Linked DNA regions of Callithrix jacchus: region 1 is linked to region 2. Evidence: chromatin contacts called from public Hi-C data. All regions are on one chromosome and are shown on one strand. The core of a region is the stretch at or near the end of the contact, and the rest is flanking DNA. Distances in the headings are between cores, read along the strand shown. Region 1 overlaps LOC108590988 (a long non-coding RNA gene). Region 2 overlaps PPARGC1A (PPARG coactivator 1 alpha).

Region 1 (5,949 bases), core at 1,075-3,574, 570 kb after region 2:
AGTTGTCTTAAGACACCTCACAGTCTCCTCTGCCACCTAGATCTCCAGTGATGTGGGCAGTGGTCAGGATCACCCAGAGGTAAGGTAGAGGTAGAATAAACTTCACCTTGATTCTCTGACTAACATAATTTCCCTTTTCACGAGGTGTATTGACTGTGAATATTGGTTCTGCAAACTTAGGCTCCTCTTTGCCTGGTACACTATGGTGTGACTGCCTTCACCAAACCCAGGATTAGCATCTCCTGTGAACATTCAACCTTCAGAGTGAAAAATCAATAAAGCATTTTCAACAAAGAAACCGGTAATGCTTGGATAAATGAGTGATTGAATAAATGCATTGTCCTTATTATGAATCAAAACTTACCTGCCCTGTGCAATTTCCTTTAGTGGACAGACTATTCAGATGCACCAATTTACTCAACAGTGTCTATAAGAAACAGAGTCCCAAAGACACAACACTTAATATACTGACTTAGCACATGATACATATTCTTAGAGGCATTCTAAAACAAAATACTAAAACCCAAAAGGATGATGATATTCACAGTGGAAATTATAAGCATCACGGAAGGCTGATCAAAGAAATGGATTTTTCTGAAATAAGACATAAATATATCTTTAAGTTAGTTTTGGAATTTGACCATAAAATTCCTCTTAATAGGTACTTTCAAAATGTTCTTTTACTAAGACAAGAGTATCTCCCATATTCCCTAAGTCTCTAAAGTGAGACTATCTTGAATATGAAATTGATACCTTCTCATTTGGTCCATCTTAGTTTCCAATTCAGAGCATTCCAGAGTAATAGTATAAAAAATTAACGAGATCAGGCGCTGTGGCTCATGCCTGTAATCCTAGCTACTTAGGAGGCCGCAGTGGGCAGATCATGAGGTCAGGAGTTTGAGACCAGCCTGGCCAACATGGTGAAATCCCGTCTCTACCAAAAATACAAAAAAAAAAAAAAAAAAAAAAATGGCTGGGCATGGTGCTGTGTGCCTATAATCCTAGCTGCTTGTAAGGCTGAGGCAGGAGAATCATTTGAACTCAGGAGGCAGAGGTTGCAGTGAGCCAAGATCACACCACTGCACTCCAATCCCAGTGACAGTGGGAGACTCCATCTCAAAAATAAAACAAAACAAAAATTAATGGAAATGGGAAGTTGGCACACAAAGTGAGGGTTTTGGGGTTACATACAGACACATCCACATACTTGAGACTTCCTCTCCAAGAGGAAAGAAAAGGCTACTTGAAGGATTGTCTGCTTATCTGTGGCAAGGTAGTGTTGTTCACTGGGCTTATAAATTAAACATAAGTGCAGTAACAGTGCCTAAAATACACATGTATATTCCACACATACACACACACACACACACACCATGTGCACTCTGCAGACTGTGTTCACAGCCATGACAACAATTAATTTATCAATGTGAGTAAATGACTTTCACTACACCTTCACAGTGCCTTGTTTCTTCAAGCATCTGAACATCCCTTCCCTTTTGGAAAACACCTCACATTAATCCAACACCCCTCATTATGCATAGTGAATGTTCCTTCCAACACAGGAAAACTAAACAAGTATCATCTGTGTGTGCCTATGGGTAGACTTCCTTGCTGAAGAGGTTTACCCTGCGGCACATAGAAGGTGCTTAAATTGTGTCCAGTTGGCAAGAGACAGTGATCATGCACTGTGTATAAAAGCATAAGTAACTTGCTGTGGGTCTCTGGAGATACTAACGGAACTCCTCCATCTTCTAGACTTGACATTTCCATGAACTGAGGGACAATGTAGCTTCCTTCTCCAACATAAGCACTGAGTCCTACAGCTGCTGTGACGGAAGAAAATAAGTATGATTCATGAAATTGTCATGGGATCCTTGGGGTGTCGCTTTGCCAGCTGGAAACTTCTGTGGCCAGTGACACCTTCTGCCTGAGTACTGCTTGTGCCCACTGGGCTCATCTCACGCACACAGTCCGGCAGGCTGTGCTTAGCTCATATTACTGGCCCTGATTCCCCATCTGCCAAGGGCAAGCCAGGCGTGGAGCAGCAGGGGTGTGTGGGCAAGCAAGCACAGGATCTGGCCACTGTGCACAGCCAGGCATGTCAGCTGTTCCAGCAGGGTGCCGCTCTGTGCAAGGCTACTGCTGAACCAGATGCAGCACACATGGCTTCTGCTGCAGACACCTGCATCTGGACAAGGGGAACGTGATGATGTCCAGAAGATTGGAGATGCCAGGAACCACAGAGCCCCAAAGAGGGTGTCACAGCCCTGGCTCAGGGATCCCCTAGTTCCTGGCTCCCTGAAGGGCCACAGCTGTTCTAGTTCTTTTCTTCTTCTCTTTACCCACAACATGGCAAGCAGGGGTACATGTTTCAGCCTTGTTTGTGTCAGTTATTTCAGTCACACATTCAGCAGGTCCCAAGTTATTGTCCTTCATCCAGGAATAATTAACTATGTGGGACAACTGGAGGGTGAGCAAAGTGGAGAGGAGCTTCATGAGGTGACAGAACAGCTCTCAGGAGACCTGTAGTGGGTAGCTATTTTCTGCAGGCAGGTCTTCCCCAAGAGCCTCCAGCTCTCAGTGGAGAGGAGACCAGATATGGGTAGCTCCTTCCTGCAACTGGCAGTCCTGACAGCTGTTGGAGTCTGGCTGAGTCCAGGGAGTTTTATGGGCCCAGAAGAGAAGAAGTGTGTGCTGATTGGCCCATGGGCAATCATAGGTGAGCCCAGAAAAAACACCATAAGTTCTTATTTTGGTCTGAGGACTCCATTTGTAATTGACAGCCTGGTCCCCATGCTGCAGGCCTTCCCTTACTTGAAGGTTGGGCTGCATCAGGCACCTGGGCAGGTGCCTGTCTGCCTCCTGCCACCACCTACCTGTCTTCCACAGTGCCCAGGCTGTTTGTGCCAAGGGGCATCTGCAGGCCTGTGCTGAACTGCCCTCAGTGTTCCCTTGGCCTCCTTCCCATACTCCTCAGTCCAAAGTCCAGAGGAAGCCGAGGTGGCAGGGAGCTGGCATGTCAGCGCCACCTCAAGTGTGTGCACACCTGGCCAGGTGGCAATGACTCCCAGTTTTGGCCTCATCTTTGCTCCAAAATTCAATCAGGTGCTAGGAGCAGTGAGAAGCTAATAGTGGGAGAGGGCACTTCTGAGCCTGTTGGGGCAGTGGGGGAAGTGCTTCCTGGGGCCCCGAGAGCACAGGGATGCCCCTGTCTGCAGCTGTGGCTGGGTGACTGCAGCTGCACCCAGGGAGGTTGCTTTTTCCAGGCCCACCCATGGCTGCCCATGGACCAATCAGCATGCACTTCCTCCCTCATAGGTCATAAAACCCCCCCAACTCAGCCAGACTGGGACACACTTGGGATTACCAGCTCCAACTCGGAAGGGGGCAGGACTCCTTCCTGTTCCCAGCTCCTGTTAGCACAGAGTCCCAGCTGTACCTCTTCCAACACAGCCAACGTCTTCACAGTGGCCACTCTAGATGGGCCACCTCTGCCATCAAATTTTTCTCTTAAAGGACACTTAGCAATAATCAACAGCATAATAGAGAGTGAGTGTGATTTCCACAACCTTTCTGTAGATAGAAACTTAAAATTCTTATGAAGGCATTATTTCATAGGGTATACATATAAATATGCAATAGATGTGGACTACCTCTGTCTATATATAGATATATAGATATTTACATTTATAGTTTAAATAGATGTGAGTATAGACACATACATATACAGATATATATTCCTCATTTTAAAGTTAAATCTTAGACATTTAAAACAGTTTGTATGCAATGTAAAATGTGCCTTTCCAAGGACCTTTGAAGTATTGCCAATGATCTGGGCATTAGCAGAAGTTCTGATGTGCATCTTGAATAGGCCCATTACCCCAGCTGAGCCTCAGTTTTTAAATCAGAAAAAAATAAGAATAACTACTTTCACCCTGTCTTCCAAATCAGATTATGGGATAAAACCAATAATGTGAACGTACTTGGAAACACGAAGCACATTTCAGATCCTAGGCAGGGGTTGGAGGATTAGAAATTTAAGAATGTAAATGTCTATAGCATATTTGCATAAGCTTCAATTTAGTAGTACCTTTAAAAGGAAATGTGTTCATCTCTACTCATAATTCTTAAAATTACTTTAAATTCCACAGCTTGGTTTTGGTGCATTATACATGAGGTAGGACTAGTTTCACAGCTGGACTTTATAGCATGGGAGTACTTAGAATATTTTTGTGGATAATGTAGTCCTCTAGAAATATTTTTTTTCGAAATTTTGAGAAAAAGGAATATTCAAATTATGATTTTTTATTCCCAACAAGTCCTAAGATGTTTTAGGACATATTTCAAGAAGTGTCAAATTTCTTATATTCTTTTTCAAATTCACAATGAAACCGTCGCAGATTAAAACTCTAGTTCACACTTAAGCTAAATTGAGAAATCCAGAGTACAATCTTAAGGAATGATGAAAGAAGACAATCTTGTTCCTCCTTCAGAAGAAGGTGCTGAAACATTTAGAAAAGTTGGAAATATTTATGTAAGTAGACCCTGCTTCAGCAAGAACAGCGTATGATTCACAACTCAGTGATAGTGAAGAGGTTAGCTCCAGGGTAATAACCCTGCCGCATTTCATGAGAAAAAGACTTTCCCTCCCATGCAATTCTCTGAAAGATCTGTTGGTAGGTGATAGCATTTCTAGTTTTTAAATAAGGAAATCAAGGCTTCAACAATTATATGATTACCATGCTATATATTAATATTAAACTATATCCACCCTTGTCTCAGAAATAATTTAAGATAAAAAACATGCATATCCATCTCCCCATCACTTTACAATTGGAATATAATCACTTCTTGCTAGTCATTGCTTCTGCCCTTGTTTTTTTCTCCCTCCCCTCTCAGGCAGGGTCAGCAAACTCTTTCTTAAACTGCCAGATAGTAAATTATTTCAGATTTGCAGGAAATACCATCTCTGGTTTAACTGCTCAGTTCTGCCACTGTTGCATGAAAGCAGCTGTAGATAATACATAAGCAAATGGACATGTCTATTATCCAGCAAAATTTCTCTTACAAAAATAGTCAGCAAGCCAGATTTTAACCATAGTTTACTGACTCTTGATTTAAAGAATCGTGTAAATGTCATGAATTCTTCCCTTTCATTCAAAGTTCACTTAAAATTTGCTCTGAGCAAACTTAATCAATAATCAGCCCAATATGCCAGGAAACCCCACAGCCTCACATCATTTATAAACATGTTGTGTGATGGTGTGTGTGTATTATGTGGCTTATAATGGGCTTTACAAAATATTTTAGAATTTATTCTCTTTCTCTTTTTAGGTTGTATCCTCTTGAAAGACAAAGGGCCTGTCCTCTCATTCCTATTGGGATTGCTCATATAATCAATCCATTGTGCTGATGAATGTTTAATAAATGTGTTTGAATACTGAAAGAGTAAAAAAGAGTTCAAATTTGTTGTAAATTTAAGTAACTGAATATGAAACGTGTGAAAAAAGAATAACAGAATTTCATCATTAGATAATCAAACACCACATGTTCTCACTCGTAGGTAGGTGTTGAACAATGAGAACACATGGACACAAGGAGGGGAGCATCACACACTGGGGTCTGTTGGGGGGGAATAGGGGAGGGACAGTGGGCGGTAGGGAGTTAGGGAGGGATAACATGGGGAGAAATGCCAGCTATAGGTGACGGGGATGGAGACAGCAAACCAGATTGCCATGTATGTACCTATACAACACTCCTTCATGTTCTGCATATGTACCCAGAACCTAAAGTTCAATAAAATATATTACAAAAAAAAGAAATAGGAAAATAATGAAAATCCATGTGTGACCATTGACATTTCCTTAAAATCCCTAGATTTGGGCAGGAGGTTCACAAATGTTTTATTTTGGGGAGGATGGTTCTTTTCCCAATAACAATAGTCACTGT
Region 2 (6,047 bases), core at 2,905-5,404:
TTGTGTTGTATTTATTAATGACCAAGTCCATGGCTCTTAGGCAACTTACTGGGAGAAAGAGCAGGCATAATCTTTTCTTGCTGGATGTCCTGCTTGCCAGTGCTTGATCCTGCTCACCCCACCTCCCAGGCACGTGGGTATTGTGGGCAGCTCTTTCAGGAGGTGGCACCAGGACACCAGTAGTATTTTGCAAGAAGGATCTTTGGCTTTGCCTGTGGAGCAGAGAATGTGATCCCCAGCTGGGAGCCAAACCACAAGCATGTGAGCAGAACCTCGAGCTTGGTTTCTGCCCAAGTACATGTAAGGGAGTGGAAAAGACAGTGAAGCTTTGTGAAAGGGTGCAGCTCACATGCAGAGACAATTCCACAAGGTCTGGTGGGATATTCCACCTTGGTTCCAAAGGAGAGAAAGGCAGAGGCCATTGTTTTTTGTTTACTTAAAATCCTCTCCATTGGAAACAGAACCTGCTTATTCACTTCCTAGATCTGGGGTCTTGGACAAGTCACTTGAAACCTAGATTAGCCTCAGTTTCTTAATCAAGAAATTGAGACTAATAATAACTTATCTGCATTTATCTTAGTACGTGGCTCAGAGGTTTTGCTCAATGTTTTTTGAAAATGCAACCAAGATGATTAGCTTCACCAGCATGGGCCACGCATGTAATTATGCCTCTTAGTATTTTGATTAGTCAATCAGAGAGAGTCTCAGGCACCCTTATTAGCAGGAGGTCAAAATCTCCTTTGTGAAGTCTCTCCATCATTCCGCAGATTACAATTCCAATTGTTCCAAGTAACTAGAAGTTGTCTTAGCCCAGTTAGCTCAGCCTTGAAAACAAAACAAAACAAAAACCCCACCAGGATGTTTGGGGGAAAAGGTTGGATGCCATTCTGTCTACTAGCAGTGCTACTTCATTTTCTGCCAGAAGGTGTCGCTGTTAAACATTAATCCTGCATAGCACAGGGAAGGCTGGTCCTCTGCTCTGCAGGGGCCATTGTTAAGGCAGCTCTCTACATGGATCCCCTTGTTTTGACCCCAAGTTGCCACTTTCTTTCATCACACACTCACATGCTAGGTTAGTGCTCCTCATAGCATTATACCAAGACAGGGCAACAGGTCCTAGGAAGTTTGCAACCTCAGCCAAATCCACCCTTCCCTGTGTCACCACCCACTTAACCTCCCTACCTTTCTTGTGGGTGCTCCTTTGGGACGTTGGTTGAGACTACAGCATTCTAACAGAGGGATTCTAATAACTTTGGATATCAAATGAAACCTTTCCATTTTTCTTTTCAGGGATCTCCTTAGCCCCTATGCCAGTATTTTCACCTCTCCTAAGTGGACAGTTCTGCCTAAGAAAGGACTTTGGGAGACACACAGGACACATTACATCTTTCCCTGAAATCATGGTGCCTGTGGGTCTCATATTTACATAACCCAAGACAGAGTAGCTTTGCTCACATGGGCAGATGAGTGGCTGGCAGCTGCTGATGCCCTGTGGCATATGAATGATTAGGTGATGTCTATAAAAATTCCTTTTAAAGAACTCTATATAAAATCAGGCCTTATGATTATTAATAAATGGGCAGAGATGATTTATACACATGGCACAGGCAAGGCTAGCTCTCATAAACTTCAGGTGATAGCCAGAAAGCTGTCTGAAATAAAATGCTTTCTAACCTCTCAGAGTATGCTGGGCCAGTAGGCTATTTTCCTTAATACTCAATCATGTTTCTTCCCTTTTTTTCATTCTCCAGTTTCCTCTGTCACCCATTTTCTCATGAGTTTCTCTTGCTTAAGTTTCAGAATCCTTCAGCTGGTATGAGGTGAGGTTGAGAGTTGGTCCACCAAAAGAACTATTTGTGTGGTAGGGAAGAGGAAGTTGCAAACACATACTCCTGGAAGCAAAGTGAAAATAATAGTATAACTTACCATGCATCCCATAGATTTGCTTACTTTATCGATTCTTCAGAACAAACTGAGGGCTTTCTACATAGGAGAAAAATGCAAGGAAGGTGGTGAGCTTTAGGGAGAGGCCCATTCCACCCAGTTCTTGAATAACAAAAGAAAGAGGTAGACTTCATTCTTTGTGGTTGTTTTCTGTTCCAGCACTCTGCCTGGTTTCTGGAAAGGGAATGGCCCCTACTTAAAAAAAAAATCACAGAGCTTTCAGACGTTTTGGCACCAGAAGAATTGGGAAGAGACTCCAGAGATTGGCTGGCCCCAATTCCTGCCTACTGCACTTCACTTTCCCTTTAGGGGTTTCTGATTTGTATCCCACTAGAGTCACCACTTGTTGGGAAGAGTCTGCCCAACTGGCCAACACAAGTGTTCTTTCTTCTCCTTGAAGCACCTGTCTAATGTTAGCAGCCTAGAACAGCAAGACTGATTCCTAGACTCTATGTGTTCCTGGCCTTCTGCCTTCGGAGCAAATAGCTACGGAATTTTGTCAGAGAAATCTTAGAATATGTAGTACCCTGAGGAATCAAACTTGAGTACATGAGCAAGGAAAGTCTTGCTTTCCTCCTTCCAACTGGAATTCTTCCCGCTTAAGTTCTCCATGAAATTCTACCTTCTATGATTCATCTCCAATAAGATGCCTTTCTAGTAAATACAATTTTTTATTTCTCATTTTTTAAAAAAAAATTCTCTTTAAGATACCACTTTTTAATTTTTTAAAGAAACATTACTTTTTCTTTTCCATTTTCCCTAATGTAAACAATGATTTTTCTCTGCTGACATTTGTCGCTTTTTTGTTTAGTTGTTAATGTTTCTCTACTTTCATGTAGTTTTAGCAATGCCTTTCCTAAAAGAGCACACTAGGGGCACTCCTGAGCTTTGGCCCCTTCTATGCTACTTAACTAGTGTGATCTGGGAAAAGTCACTCGAGATGTCTACACTTCCATCTGTAAAATGGAAGTATAGCATTAGCTCCCTGGAGGCAGAAGGAGGATGGACTAGATAATTCCCAGCCAAGGGAGGTAAGATTAGTCCCACTAACAACATTCTCTGTTGTTTTCTGTCTTCTCATGAATTTGGGTCCTTTTAGACTCTTCCAATTTTTATTGATCGGTACCTTTGGTTTTTAGTTATCTCTTCCCTTTTTGTCTGATTATTACTTTTACTTATATATCTTGCTATTTCCATTTGTTGAATAACTAAATGGATTTTCCTTCTTTCTATTCCTAGCTACCATGACCACCACCACTATGGCAACCCCTGTTACAATTTACTGTATAACTACTGCCTGACTTTGTGCTAAGTGTAGAGCATGAACGGTAACTCCTTTTAACAACGCTGACAGTGGGGTATCATTATCCCCATTTTGCACATGGGAGACTGAGGTTCGGCAAGGTGAAATGACTTGCTTGAGGTCACATGATAGTAAGTGCTGGAGTTAGACTTTGGATCTGGGTACCTCTGACTCCAAAGATCATCATAGCTTCTGTGGCTTCCCATGAGCTACTATTTATTGAACACCTACCACTTGTTAGCCACTTAGCATATATCACCTCTTTTTATCCCCACAGCAGTCTTGTAAATTAGGTATTATTTCTCCATTTTACTGCTGAGGATAATAAAGCTTAGAGAGAGGTGTTAGGTAAGTACACCAGAGGCACACTGCCAATAAATGTTCTCAAATCCAATGTCAGATGACATTGGATTCTTGCTTCCTTTCTGCTCTCTGCTTTGTGAATGAATCAGTGAGTGAATGGGTCACCTTCCTTTCTTCCTCTTTTTCACTATGCTTTGTTCCTTTATTCTCCTTTAAAAAATATATACCTTAACTTTTTAAATTAAAAATCTAAAATATACTAGAGGTAAAAAAAAAAAAAAAAGTAGGGGGGTGGGGGATGCAGAAAAGCACAAATAAAACAGAACTAGTCTAAGTAACCTTCCACCCAGAGGTAATCACTTTCCTTCCTTTTTTTACCCCTCCTTCCTTCCTGCCCTTGCCTTTGTATCCTCTTAGCCAAGAGTCACATTCCTTCTCTACCTCTTCCAGCACAAACTCCCTTTGGGGGTCCGAGTTTCCCTGCTGCGGCTCTTGGCATAACGCGTGACACACACATTTGCAAAACTAATCAACTGTGGAGGGGACAGGGAGTCTCAGCACAAGCTCAGAAAGGCAGCGGCCACCACAGCAGCCAGTTCCCTTTCCCTGGCCTGAGAGGTGGGGTGAGCAGGCAACTCCCTGTCACTGAGCCCCAGCTGCCCCTCACCAGACTGTGAAACAACAGAGGCCCTAGCAACGGAAAATGCCACCGGACACTCCACGTGGCGGCATGTGCCGGGGTGCCTCTGGGAGCCTTGCGTTCTAAGCCAAAGTTCAGCTGAAGGGCAGTAGCCAAGCCAGAAAGTCATGTGGCTCCCATGTTGGTTAGTGTGTCACTTTGAACAGCTCTTATCTGATATTATTATGACTAACTCAGTGCTGACAGCATGGGACAGATTATAGGGGACATGTGACAATTATTTAAGGCATCACTGAGTGCACTGTGCAGCTTATATTAACCCCTTCTTTCCAGGTTCACTTTCCTGCTTGTGTTTGTCCCTTTGAGAGTCTGGGTAGGAAAAAGAAACAAAAAAGTACATTGAACCCGGAAAGGTGCTACTGGTTTCTATTTGAGCAGCCTCTGGCAACAATTTATTTTTGTCCCCATAGCTTGAACAGTATATGTTCTTTGGGCCTAAAAAAAAAAAAAGAAATCAATGATAAGGTTGTTCATATTTCAAAACCTTTCTTTTTTTATACCTTGTACTGATAAAATTCCATACCTTTGCCATCATGGTTGTTATTAAGGTTGATCTTTAAGATATTAGAGAACTGCGTTGACGTGCTAGCTGGAGAAATAGTCCTTCAGCGTTGCACCTAAATGTCAGTGGGGAGAAGGCGTTACTCCCCACACTATGATTGACATCTTGGATGGTGCAAAGCAAACAGAAGAAATGCTACTATTTATTATTTATTTTCTGCCCTTGAGTATATACATGGAATGGCACAATGTGAGGGCTGTTACGCCGAACATCAAGTTAAGAGTCACTCACATGGTGGAGAGGGATTTTTTCCTGCTTAAAGCCATGGGTAGTAATATAAAAATTCTTTATGTGTGAGTGCAAAGGAATTTCAAACCTGATTTGGGGACTTAAAGGTAAATGAAACAGAATAGGTAAAAGTTACAATGATATCATCTAAAGTTGTCAAGGATGCTAAAATGTACATATGTTCCCTGTGGTACCCTGGGGCGGGGTGACAAACAATGGGGTGTGCAAACTTATTGGAGATGTTAAACATCAGCCATGTTTTGAGGATTTCCTTGGTACGTTTAGGCCCTGTTAACACTCAGCTGTAAAGTGGAAGGATAATACCCTCCTCATAGGGTTGTTAAAAAGATGTAATGAGAAGAGCCTCATAAAGGCTTAGCCTAGGGCACAGTGAATGCGAAATAAAAGGTGGCAGGTATTACTCTAGTTATTATTCTTGTTATTATTTGTAGGCAAATCCTCTGCAGCAGAAGGCAGCCAAGTTTGAACACAGACTTGAAGTGTTAACACCTTCAGGATGATTTCAATCTTGGGGCCACCTCAACCTTTGCCACTGAGGGTAAAGCCATTGCCAGTCTTCCTTCCCCACTCCCCATAATGGGAGCCACACTTTTTCCTCTCAGTGAAGTGCCTGCCATGGTTTCTGTCATTGACATTCAACAGTGTTCACACTTAGCTACTGCAGAGGGACCTGCACCACTTCCAGCAAAGTGTCAGTGGGAGGGTCTCAGGAGACAGCACTAGCTTTATTCTTCTTATTTTTCCAAGCGATTCAGCTCTGGCTTCAAACTTGCATGTGCTGGTCAACCATGTAAAAGGTCTGTGGTTAACTGGGCCTACATCCTAAGATGGTGGTTGATGGATCATCTATTAAGATGTGAGCACATCCTCAGGGGCTTCATTTTTCCATCTCTAGTAATTCATTCAAGTTTTTGTTCTACCACATCTGGCACACTCTGTCTCATTTTGTCTATAGGAATACCTTAGCGTCTTTTATAGATTGGTGT

The links. Hi-C and Micro-C count contacts between places; a contact is called where the count stands out from the background.
Region 1: a Hi-C map of skeletal muscle shows a contact between it and region 2, with 7 times the contacts expected there. The contact joins two enhancer-like sites. A contact is called at or near these places in 2 of 3 Hi-C or Micro-C datasets (both in skeletal muscle).

The regions. Positions count from the first base shown.
Region 1 is chr3:170,495,262-170,501,210 of calJac240_pri, forward strand. It overlaps LOC108590988 (a long non-coding RNA gene), which reads left to right. Exons shown (of 4, transcript XR_001910756.5): 3 at 1-3,549; 4 at 5,335-5,449. Among named protein-coding and RNA genes, the nearest start is that of GBA3, 700 kb to the right of the region's middle. Within about 2 kb of position 2,325, at least 2 of the 16 cell types and tissues checked have an H3K27ac peak or open chromatin away from gene starts, as enhancers often do. A contact at or near this core is called in skeletal muscle, where this site is marked.
Region 2 is chr3:169,928,302-169,934,348 of calJac240_pri, forward strand. All of the region lies in intron 3 of PPARGC1A (PPARG coactivator 1 alpha), which reads left to right. Among named protein-coding and RNA genes, the nearest start is that of PPARGC1A, 550 kb to the left of the region's middle. Within about 2 kb of position 4,155, at least 4 of the 16 cell types and tissues checked have an H3K27ac peak or open chromatin away from gene starts, as enhancers often do. A contact at or near this core is called in skeletal muscle, where this site is marked.